Linked DNA regions of Zea mays: region 2 is linked to region 1. The links are chromatin contacts, called in public Hi-C maps. All regions are on one chromosome and are shown on one strand. The core of a region is the stretch at or near the end of the contact, and the rest is flanking DNA. Distances in the headings are between cores, read along the strand shown.

What was found. A called contact is a pair of places that touch in the nucleus more often than the background predicts.
Region 2: a Hi-C map of leaf shows a contact between it and region 1, with 3 times the contacts expected there. The contact joins two enhancer-like sites. A contact is called at or near these places in 2 of 25 Hi-C or Micro-C datasets (endosperm and leaf).

The regions. Positions count from the first base shown.
Region 1 is chr6:20,420,026-20,426,109 of Zm-B73-REFERENCE-NAM-5.0, reverse strand. No RefSeq gene overlaps it. Among protein-coding and RNA genes, the nearest start is that of LOC103629090, 61 kb to the right of the region's middle. Within about 2 kb of position 2,634, at least 15 of the 20 cell types and tissues checked have an H3K27ac peak or open chromatin away from gene starts, as enhancers often do. A contact at or near this core is called in leaf, where this site is marked.
Region 2 is chr6:20,629,530-20,635,613 of Zm-B73-REFERENCE-NAM-5.0, reverse strand. LOC103629094 (a long non-coding RNA gene) reads left to right here. Exons shown (of 7, transcript XR_002748612.1): 5 at 1-38; 6 at 505-550; 7 at 648-976. Among protein-coding and RNA genes, the nearest start is that of LOC103629094, 4.5 kb to the left of the region's middle. Within about 2 kb of position 2,408, at least 13 of the 20 cell types and tissues checked have an H3K27ac peak or open chromatin away from gene starts, as enhancers often do. A contact at or near this core is called in leaf, where this site is marked.

The sequences.
Region 1 (6,084 bases), core at 1,385-3,884:
TACTTTGCTTCCGCGTATTCTTAACTAAATTGGACGTACCCCTTCGGACAAGCATGTATCTGCTCATACGGCATCTTGAATGCACAAAGGAGTTTCTGTGCCTTGTACATACTCTTTGGCAGAATGTGACTCTCTGGAAGCAGGCTACCAATAACTGTCAACATACATCGAAGGCGTCTCGACTCAGGCTATACTACGACTTTAACGCCATTATGCGTCCAATGGCATCTAGTTGAGAAACCTTTGTCTGTCCATGAAGGGGATTTTGTGCCGCGACAAACATGTCATAGAACGCCTTTGCGGTTGCCTCTGGCTCCTCCTCCGTACATCCTTCAGCGAACTGTGCCTCGTGATAGTCATTTAACATGTCTGCTACCCCGGCATCAGCATCATAATTTAACATGTCTGCTACCCCGGCATCAGCATCATAATTCTCGACGTGTGGTCTCACCACCTCCTCTCTCATACGATCGGCTTCACCATGGTAGACCCATCGGGTATAGTCTGCCATAAATCCATTCCTCCAAAGATGTTTCCTCATGACCTTCTTTGTTTGTCTTTTCCTATTTGCACATTTGCTGCAGGGACAGCAAATTTTACTCGCTCCTTTAGCCGCCTCGCCAAATGCCCATTCCAAGAAAGCATTGGTCTTGTCGATCCATTCATTGGTGACCTGACCCTGACTTGAGCGGCCCGTGTACATTCACTCACGGTCCTCCATCCTCTAACATATATAGCGGCGAGTAATATAAACATCAATTGCATCTACACGACGTTCCTACTATCTAATAGGTGAGGATAAGTCCTAATCTGACCCGAGAATCCATAGATGAGGTTAGTTTTCATGCTCTACTCCTATCTGAGATAGAATTTCGGTAGCACCTCCCTAATGTTCTCCAAATACACGTCCTGGCAGGGAGAGTGTGTATCCGGAGAATGACAGGGAGATGACGCCGTAACTCTATGTCGGATCGGAGCAGACCATGGAAACTAACCCCATCTACGTATCCGTCGGCTGTCAAAAAAAGTGGACAATTCAAAACAGATATGGTTATAGATATGCAAAGATCTGCATATTTCCAATCGTATCTCTTTCGAACGGGAGACGCCTAACTAGGTTACGTGATGTACGACCATGATACAGAAAGAGGGGTGATACCTAGGGTGGCGGTGGAGTCAGGCTAGCGGGGCCGTGGCAGGTCGGTGCAGTGGCAAGGCGACGTGGTGCAGGCAGACCCGCAGCGGTGAGGAGGAGGATCGGGGTCGGCGAGGTACTCTGGCTCGGCTCCGACGGGCTCTTCTCTGCAAAAAAAAAGAACATAAGACTATCAATACAAAATTTCGGCAGCACCTCCCCTGCACGGTGAGGTTTCCAAAACCTGCAAGAAAACCAACGGCACGATGGCTGACATGCACATATATATGAACGGCACGATGACCGACAACCACATATATATTTTTAATCCATGCAGAAGAATATATCCAAGTATTACCAAAGTTTACTACTACTACGACTAGTATGACTCCTACGACTGCCACCACTACTACCAGAACTACTACTTCTACTACCACTAGTACTACTGCTAGTACTAGTACCACTACGACTACGGTAGAGCATACCAAGTGGGCGTCGTAGGACGGCGGCGATGAAGGGGTCGGGGCGCCGGTGGACGGGGCGACGGCTCGAGAACCACCGGTGACGGGACAACGGTGGCCGGGGCGCCTCCTCCTCCTGCTCCTCCTTCTCCTCCTCCTCCTCCTTCGGTGGTCGAGGCGGTCAAAGGCGGTGTGGGGGCCCACGGGGGTGGCGCGAGGCGGGCGGCGCAGCGATGCCGGGTGCGCGCGTGTGTGTTGTGTGCGGGGGTGGCCGGGGGGAGCCTTATCCCCCCTGCTTTGCCGAGTGCCCACTATATTTTTTTTTGTTTTCAAAGTTTGCCGAGTGCCAGATCAGACGGCACTTGGCAACGTCGGTTTTCAAAAAAAATGAAAATTTTACTCTTTGTTATCTTTGTCAAGTGTCTTACCTAAACACTCGGCAAACTATTTTAATTTTTTTCCTTCTTACCCCTAAACTTTTTCTGCACTGCTCCTACAGTACCTAGAACTGCATGTTCAAATTTGACAAATTTTTCGATGTGTTTGCTATATTTAGTTAATTTATTTTATTTAATCGAATTTTTTTGGATAAGTCAAATTTGAACCGCAAGTCATTCGAATAATAGAAAAAATGAATAAAAAAATGATATTCATATTATTGAGTCTAATGCGAGGCCGCATCCAGTGACAGACCGCCAATTTCGAACATCTTCTTGACGAAACATGACCACAAACTTGCAGACGAATCCTTTTTAAATTCTATAAAAAGCAAACGAAGTGCGAAAATCCTGAAACTTGTCGAGATGTCATGATATCATATGTGGAGGCTGTCATAAAAAATTGAGAAAGTTTCGTGCAAGTTTGTCACGTACGATTCTATTGGACAAGACGGGTAGCATGACCGGCGATGCTTGCTGCTACAGTGCTACCAATCCTCTCTCGGGCACGGACGTGTTGAATGGATCGGTGTTGGCGCTCCTTCGGCCGTCCATTGACTTGTGTATTGGTGTGGCCCACAGAAGTCGACAAAACACAAGGACCAGAGGATTATCTTGGGCCTAATCGTGTGGCAACAGTCATTTTCGCTGGCTGGGCTGCCTAGACGGACCTGTAATTCTAGCGCTTTGGACTCGACGCCTCGTAGGCCAAATTCATATGCGGACCACGAAATTCCACTTTTGATGATGAGAAGGTGCAGATCATGAATTCTGATGGGCCTGAACGAAACGATGGGGTGATGGCACAGCAGCTCAGTGGCACGCTGCCATCACGGCGGTGCCTGTTGATATAATGTACCCAAATTCCCGCACACTACCCAGTCATCATACACAAAAACAAATTTTCGTTTGCAGGCAACCAGCTTTACTCGCTCAACAGTTGGGAGCACGCAAGTACAGCATGATCGTCCGTCATCGCCATGCATCACAACAAATAAACATACAATCCATTGTCTTATTTCGAAGGAATTAATTAAGGATGGAATGGGAAGGAAGAAAAGCACAAACACACAATCTATCAGCAGACAGGGATGACAAAACACACACACCCCTAGCGACCTGCAGTTTTGTTGATGATCTGGACGCCTTTCTTGGCTTCACATTCCCTATATTATTGACGCGTGTCTCCCGATCCCTGTTTGACAGATGGATCGATTCACAAACGTACTATCGAATGGTCAGTTATGTCATGTGTCTTTACTGAAAATTAGTTACGGATGCAGCATGCTCTCGATGGATTAAAAAAAAAATGAAGGCAGCCAAAAGAGACTTACCATGCATCTCAGCTGCGTTGCCGCTGGTACAGAGAACAGTGGCTTCATATTTCCTCACTCGAACGATATCTTGGGAATGTGCTGGATCATAGACCAATTTGTGTGTCCCACTTCTCTGCAAGTTTATTTGACTGAGCACTTCCCACCCACAGATATTGATTTTCTTAAGAGACTGGTGGGGCAGCGTCGGAAGAAGCTGAATATTATTGCAGAACCAAATTTCCAACGTCTGCAGCGCTCCATATTTTGGGGCAAGCTCTCCCAGTCACATTCTAAAAAGGTGAGCTCACGCAGACCAATGAAGAGTTGACTGTCTTCAGGAATAGTAGAGGCCAGCTGGCTGCAAAAAATAGAGTGCAAGTTTGTGCAGTTGCTTTGGCGTGTCTGGATGCCAGCAACTCAACATCCATCTACTAGGATACCTTGAACCCCTGTAGTTGTAGATACGGAGCTGTTGAAGATCCTTTGGGGGCCAAGGGCCCTCAAGTACCTCTGCTTCCACGTCTGGACCAAACCTCTTGCCCCTGCCCAAGTTCAGTAACAGTATTCTGAGTCGCTTCTTGTGTTTTAGGTCGGCTTCAAGAGCTTCCTCTTTGCTTCTGACATTGTCAAGCCCCTCTCTCTATCATCAGGCTGTGTCTCGAAGTTTGTTCATATGCATCAGCTGCTTCAACTCGTACCCTTGTCCCTCCACTTTGAACCTTGGCAGTGTTTGGAGTGACGTCACCTTGCCAATGTTGGGGGATGGGCCAAGACAGCCTCCCACAGATGTGTCGTAAACAGATTAGATTAGCCGCCATATCTTCAGGATAGGATGACTTGCAACCAATACCTATGACCTGTATACGGTAAAGCTTGCTAATTGTACTTGGTAAAACCAGATGGCGAGAATTGCAAGCAAAACAATGCGAACACTAAGGTTGATGTGTCTCTTGTGGTTCGGGTTGATGATGAGTGATTGTCAACGGGTAGCACTCTGGGGTAGTCAGTGGACTGACCAGAGTGTGAGATTATGCTTGTGCAACCATATCGGTCGGCTTGTGGTGTGCAGGTGTGGAGCACAGGGACGGTGGTCGACGGCTGAGGTGAAGGTCATACGGGCTCGTGCTGATGGACCGGAAGCGGTGAAGGGCGAGTGCTGGGTCTTGACTGACGGACCGGAGCAGCCGGGTGACTAGCCGTGGTGGCTGACACCTGGGACACGCACTCGCGCGAGGACGTGGTGGAGTAGACCGTGTTGCCGGCATGGTCCAGGACTGGCGGGACACGCGTCTGGTCGTGGAGATGCGCACGCGGTGTGGTACTCACGATGGGTTTGGTGGTTTGGGCCTCAAAACCACCCAGCGCTACGGATGGCGGGTTTGCTGAGTTTGGGCCTCAAAACTCGGCGGCGGCGGTTCCGGAGGGAACCGGTGGCGGCACGTGGCATGATCGCGGAGGGTGCGTCAAGGCGAAGCAACTCCGTGAGAAGGACGTGGCCGTCGGATCAATTATCCAGGAGTTGGTCCATTTCGCCCCCAGTGGAGTGGATAGGCTCTATGTAAATAGGGTTAGTTTAGGAAATAGAAATAACCCTCTATGGTCTATAAATAGAGGGGTAGGGCTGATTATTTCAGTATCTCTTGGCTGCCATTTGTTTTGGCTTAGGGTTTTAGTGCTCTCACATCTTCATCCCTAGACTGCTCTAGTTTAGCCAGGGATCCGCAGCGATTTTGTACTTCGACTGTGTTCTTGTGATCTGAAAGTTTAATCTGAGGAAGGGTCGCTGGTACGGCCCACAGCGTTTGTTTACATCTCCATCTCAGTTTTACATACTTGCTGAAATTTGGAGTTGTTTTGGTCACTTGTTCTTCCTTTCCCCCTCTCTTGTGTTTTTGGTGGAAAATCTTTGATTCTTTTGAGAGGATTTGGTTTGGGGATTGATTGGTGGTGAGTTGCACTTCTCGGATCACTACATACGCCCACTCGGTGCAGTTTTTCGTCGTGATTTGAGAAGAACTCAGTTTAAACTCGTTCTAGAAAACCCCAACAAAACCCCAATTTCTGGCTGTAATTTTAGATCTGCGGTTGACTCACAAGTCCGATTGAGTTCAAAATTTGTGGAGACCTTGGAAACATATTTGCTCAGATGTGTGCACAATTTCATCTCAATCGGAGTTCGTTTGGTTCAGTTTTGGATCCAAGAACAGAATTTCGTGCTGCTGAAAACAGCACTTGTTCGCGATACTGTTTTGGACCGATTCGGACTTTCTGGTGTCCGATTTGTGATCCGTTTGTTTTGCTGGTCTCATATGAGTATAAGAAACATTTTAAAATCATGAGATCACTGGTTCGTTGATGTGTTTTTGGTTTGAGCGCTTGCTTCATGTCAATTGAAGTGATGCGTTCATTTTCAGTGTTTGGAAGCAAAATTTGATTGGCTCCCATTCACCCCCCCCTCTGGTCGCCTCACCGGTCCTACAATTGGTATCAAAGCCGGTTAAGGATTTCACTTCCCTAATCGGTTCGAAATCCGCGTAGGCGACATGGAACGTGGTTCTGGCAAGCCACCGTTCTTCGATGGGACGAACTACCCGTACTGGAAGATCCGCATGTCGGCCTTCCTTCAGAGTATTGGGTATCGCGTCTGGGAGATTTGCCTCGACGCTGGATTCGATGCTGAGAGCCCTCGTATCACTCCGATTCAGTTGGAGTTTCATGATGCGAACAATAAGGCT
Region 2 (6,084 bases), core at 1,159-3,658, 210 kb before region 1:
GTCGCGGTTAGGGCAGCCACAAGACACCCATCATCTGGGTGAGGCGATAGCATCATACTTCTCATCATCCTATCACATAGCTTTGGTATTATTTCTGGTTTTTGGCTCATGTGCACGTTTGCTGGTATTACTAATCGTTTTCACTTTAGTTACAATGATCACCTAAATCCATGGTTTTTATTGCCTATAGTTGTTAATGCTTCTCTGGTTCTGCAGTAGTTGCCTGAAAACTAAAACTATATGCACACTTCTCTATTTTAGGCAGAAAGTTCTGGGGCTTTATGCTGTTCGTTGGAGACTTTACATGTGGACATAAGTGTATGTTGGATCAGAAATGTGATTTATTAGAGTTAAGAAAATTGATGTGTATGATATAGACTTTGAAGCTGGGACTAATGCTCGTTTACATCTTATTATTGTTGTCGTATGCTTGTGTGCTTAATTTGTTGTTTCTATAGATTAATGTGAGGTATAATCTTGTTTTTGGCTCTTCTGATGTTGTAGGTGTTGAGTGCAAGACATCACATGCAAGCTGGATTGTGTTAGACAAGTAATGGTCAACTACTAAATCAGTAGTTTCTTTAATACATCATGCATTATCTAATTGTTATTTTTTCTTATTAAATTGTATGTTGCTGCTGCTCAAGGATTTGAAGCATGAGAAGCGTTGTGGGGGAGAAGCTTCAGTGCAAAATTGTTGTTCTATAGGGATCAACATCCTCAAGATCACTTGGAAAACTTTCACGAAAAACTCGTAATGCAAGCATATGTTTTATTGGAAAAGTTTTCCAAGCTGAATTTCTGAAAGCCTCCTCACTGTTTTAGTTATGCTGAATTGGAATTTGCAACTAGGGGTTTCTCACGAGTAAATTTCTTAGCTAAAGGTGGATTTTGGTCTGTTCATCGACATGTCCTTTGTAATGATGGTGGTGTTTGTTAGCTACAAAATCATCAATCAAAGATTGTAATTATATTACATCACTGTTTTGTATCAATTTTTAAGCTGCCGTAGCAACGCACGGGCACCCTACTAGTAACAATTTACAAGGACAAATAACAAATCATAAAAGTAACAATTTACGTACTAGTTGGTGGTATAAGATTGTTGTCTGAAATTATCTAAAATTTCAAGCACGTGACATATTGGAAAAGTGATAAAAATAGTGAAATGTCCTTAATATCTTTCTCTAGTCCTTCCCTTTCTTTTCTTTTTCTTTATTTATTTCCGGTTATTATCTTCCTCGTCCCTTTTCCCTCCATCCACCCTCCTCTGCCTAGAGATGGCAATGGGTCCCATTCCCCGATTCCCCACGGAGAATTCACCTATTAGGGGACAGGGCATGGTAGGAAATTAATCCCCACGATGAATTAAATGGGGGCGGATCTTGTCACCGTCGGGTATGGCGGGGCCAGGGATGATTCACCGTCCCCCGTCCCCGTAGCCCCGACTGATTTCAACACCAGCAGCCCATCAAAACGAGGCCCAATATGAGAAATATAAAACCCAGCTGAGAAGTTCCAAACCCTAGTCCATAATATCTTTCGTAGCCGCCGCCCGCCTTCCGTTCCTCAGTCCCTCATCTTCTTTCCTTCGTATCCACCGCCCGGCGACCACACTAGGCCCCAGCCTCCTGCGCACTTCTGTCGCACGCCCAGACCCTGCCGTGTGCCGTCCCACCGCACACTTGTGCTGCACGCCGAAGACTGCCATGGCGCCGCGCAAGGTTTGGGTGGCGCTTCGACCGCGACCATCAGCGAATTCACAGATGATTTTTGCGTATCAATAACACTAGCTGTACAGCTTTGTCTTCCACGCCCACGAGCTCCAACCTAGCATCACGACAAGGAAGGGTGAGAAATAGAGTTTGGCTTGTGGTAGTGGCGTTGTACAGCTGTTGTGTTGAAAATAGCTTAGATTTGATTGCCTTGATTATTAAACTATGCTATACGGTGGTGATGTAACATTTGCGGACTTAGTTTTTTTATTCGACTTGTTTATTCCAACACACTTTTAGCTGATGATGTCGATTTTTCCTTGACGCGAAGCTGTTTACTGTGAAAATTTGCGGGGACAAATTCCCCGTATGAAACCCGTCGGGGACAGGGATGGGAAGGAAATGATCCCCGCGAGGCTTTACGGGGACGGGGGCGGGTATTTTTCTTCCCCACGGAGACGGAGATGGGGGAGTGTCCCCAGACGGGGAATTCCCCGTTGTCATCTCTACCTCTGCCTCAGACATTGTGCCCCTAGGGCAAATCTGATGTGTGGCTCCGTAGGGGCCTACCGAAACGAGGGGGAGTTGGGAGGATCTGATATTTCCCTCTTGCCTGCTGCTATATAGAGAGCGGAAAATTTGGTGCTTGGCCTGCGAAACTGGACCTCGAGTTGACATTTGGTTGGAGAAGCCATGGGGCTACTGATGGAGCTGGTGGTGAAGCTGGACCCTAACAGACAGGAGTTGTCGGGTCTTGTTATATTGGATTAGATGATATCACTATATCGCGAATGCCTAATGGTACGGTACCAAATGCTTCAAATGTTTAGTAACTGAATATTTAGTAATCAGGGCAGAAAAATAGCGCCCAGATTTTCATTGACTGGATATTCGTGAATCCGGACAGAGAACGTTGCCTACTCTTGTCTCTGTACGGACGTTTGGTTCATGAGTCACCCTATGCTTCTTCAGGTGAAGCATCGTGAGTCTATCCCATAAATTTTGGTCGAATCAATCCATTTCTCATGTATATACTAATTATTTGCTTCTTGAGGTGATGCATCGTGAGTTTATCCATTAAATTTTGGTAAAATCAATCAATTTCTCATGTATATATTAATTATTTGTTTGTGAGGAATGAGACGATGTTAGATCAACTCATTCTATTCCACAAACCAAATAAAAAAGTGAGGAGTGAGAAGAAGATGGACCACATCAACAAACACATTCAGGGTGTCAGTAATTTGATGGCAAAGCTTCGCTTCAGTTGCCCAATCGAGGGTTTTCTTTTTGAAATAATCAGGAGTTTATGCAACAATTAGGTAGCAAACCTTGGGAAAACACATATACAAGAGCAAGTGGGCTGCATCAGGCGCCCCAGGTTGAATCGACTTGTAACCTGGCCCATGATGTGTTGTTTAGTTACTATGACCTGAATTCTAATTAAAAAAACATAGCCTTGTGATTCTTTTCTTTTGATGCTCTGGGATTAAACATTGACCAAGTATTTAAACGTAACTGTTAAGAATAATAGTCGTGGTTGTTAGTGATTGACACAGGTATACCAGAATTATATGTAGGAATTCAGTGCATGGAAACTGGACCCCGATCTACCCACGTTTGAAAATTGAGATTCTAACATCCTACACTAAAGGTTTGTTTGGCACAGCTTCACCAACATCTTCACGAGCTGTTGTGACCTATTTTAGTCAAACACCCCTTTTCAAAATAGCTTTATGGGTGAAGCTGTTTTTATTCTCCTCTCCACTAGTACAGAAAAGCTTTACAGAGGCGGTTCATAACCCATTTTCACAGGTGTTTTTCAGCGCCGCCAGTGGGAGAGGCCAATGAAAATGGAAACTTTCCACTGGCGGTCAAATGAGAACCGTCTATGGAAATAGATTTCCATAGGCGGTTGTCTTAACACAACCGCCTGTAGAAATTTTCCCGCCTTTTTCCAAATTTTCAAATTATCCTGCCAGTGATTTCCAAACCCAGTTTTATATATACATCAATTATACATCAAAGTTTAATTAAACAAACATGCAATTTAAATATACCATACATTTATATACATCAATGTCTTGGGCTTGCAATCATAAAGTCACACGTATATACATCAAACATTATATACATCAATGTTTATAATCTCTGCTCTAATAACTATCTCGACTAAGGCTTAGGCTACTAATCTCTGTTAGCGGCCTAAACTCTGGCCTTGCTAACACGCTGGTAGCATCGCGATATTTGCCCTCGCATGGAATGACTTCTTTTAAGAGAAATGTGCACAGGTCCTCGACTATGTTGTATAGAGCATCTTCGGTCATGTTGATCACCTTTTCAATTTGCTGTAAATAAACATCATATATTTACACTTGATAATACATTTGCAACTTTAATGACAGAACTACATACATGACTATTACTTATATTACCTTATCAGGATTGCTGATGTATCGTTCGTTTTCTCGCATGAACTCGCACACGTAGAATCCACAGACAACCGATCCTTTTGGTTGCTTGTGGCACTATATAACGGAATAGGGGTTAATTAGCTGCAACACTGTCCTATGTATCGTACATGTATGATACGTATTCATGAATTTACATACTTATCAGCCAGTTATAAAATATTTCCAATGGTAGCCCCTTTTTTCGACGTGTCGTAACTTTCACCTTTATACTTATAAAACCTATATGCCCTATGATCTCGAATAGAATCACCATGTTATTCTCAAACTCTCATCGATAAAAGTAAGCATGCATACCTCAGCTTACCGCTCTAAGTGGACCAAGAATGTTGCATATGTTGAAGGCGCGTAATCTGCGGAGTCTAGAACCAGCACCTTTCCATCCCTGGTATAGATGATGAAGCAGATCCAGTGGTCCCTACGCGAATCAAATTTATGATGCATGTGTATTGAAATTATTAATTTTATGTACGCAAACTCGTGCTTACCCAAAGTTGTATGGTGCCACTATGAATTCCCTGTGTTGATACTCAAGCATGGCTTTTGCTATGTAGAAGGCGCATTTGGCTTCAAGATTTTTCTTCATCTCTTGTACACGCTTCTTAGCTTCATCAGGTGACTTCCCCTTTAATTCTTCGTGGTCCTAACCGATTCTGAATTTGTGCTCATTCTCGCATATTTTCATTGGGTTCAGAAATCCAGCCCTTCTACCAGCATTTGAACGAGGATCCGGACCGTAACGGATCTCCTGCTGATTATGTTGCATTCTGCAAGGCACACGTGCTTGTCAGATATTAAAATTAATACAACTGACTAATAATAACACATATATGTGTAAGTATGAATGGCACTTACAATGCAACCACCGTTACGAGTTGTACGTCGAGTCTCTAGAGGTTCATCATCAACCACATGTCCTCGAACGTAACAATGGCCATTTCACGTTCACCAATAAAAGCAGCTGGTGGGATAGATACGTTGATCGTGTCGATGCCAACCGATGATGCTCGCATGTACCAGCCATGCAACCTTTTTATACGCGCTGGCACCTTTTTCAGTTTATCCCAGCTTAGCAGAGGTCTGCCCGGCACATATGTCTTAGGGACATCTCGGTAGTCCTCCCTCGTTGGCTTCCTGATCATTTCGGTTCTAATCTCAGCCTTTTCCGCTGACTTCTCGTATTCAGCCAAGTCAACGATACGCGACGTGCGCGTCCGTGCTATTCCTGATAAAAACTTGGTCGTGCGAGCACTTTTTTGCTTCGTTGCTTGGATGGGGGAAACCAATTTTCGTACCCCAGCTCTCTTTTGTGGCTCACTTCTTGTTTGTTCAGTTTCTTTGGGCAGAGGGAAAGGAGGAAAATTGGATGGCGATGCTGGTGGCAGAGGGTTAGGTGGTGACGGTGGGTCTAGAGGAGGCAGGATCGGTGATGTCTCCTCAGTTAGTGGGATGGCTAGAGAGGAAGGTGGTGGGTCACTCAGCTGGACATCCCGTCGAGGCCAAAGAATGAAATTCTTGATTGCTTGTCCAAGTTTCTCAATCCCCTCGGGACCGGAGATCTCTAGCATGTCGTCCTCGTATCCTTGGACGACCTTCGACACTTCTCTACCCTACAGTAGTCTTCTAGAATGTCGTGACCATGGTACTGGCGTCCCAGGATCGCAAATCCTGTGGCTACTTCCCTCGTACAAATATTGTTGAGACCATATCTTATGACAAGGGAGCAGGGCGCAGGCCTATCGATGTCGTCAACCGGATAGCGAACCTTGGTTGCCGTAGACGCGACACTGCTAGGATATTGTGTTCCCAATGGTTGTGACGTTGTTGGAACTATCTGCATCTGGGGAGATTGAGTGCTCATCTGTTGAACAGACATCGCACTAGCTAATTGCTGCATC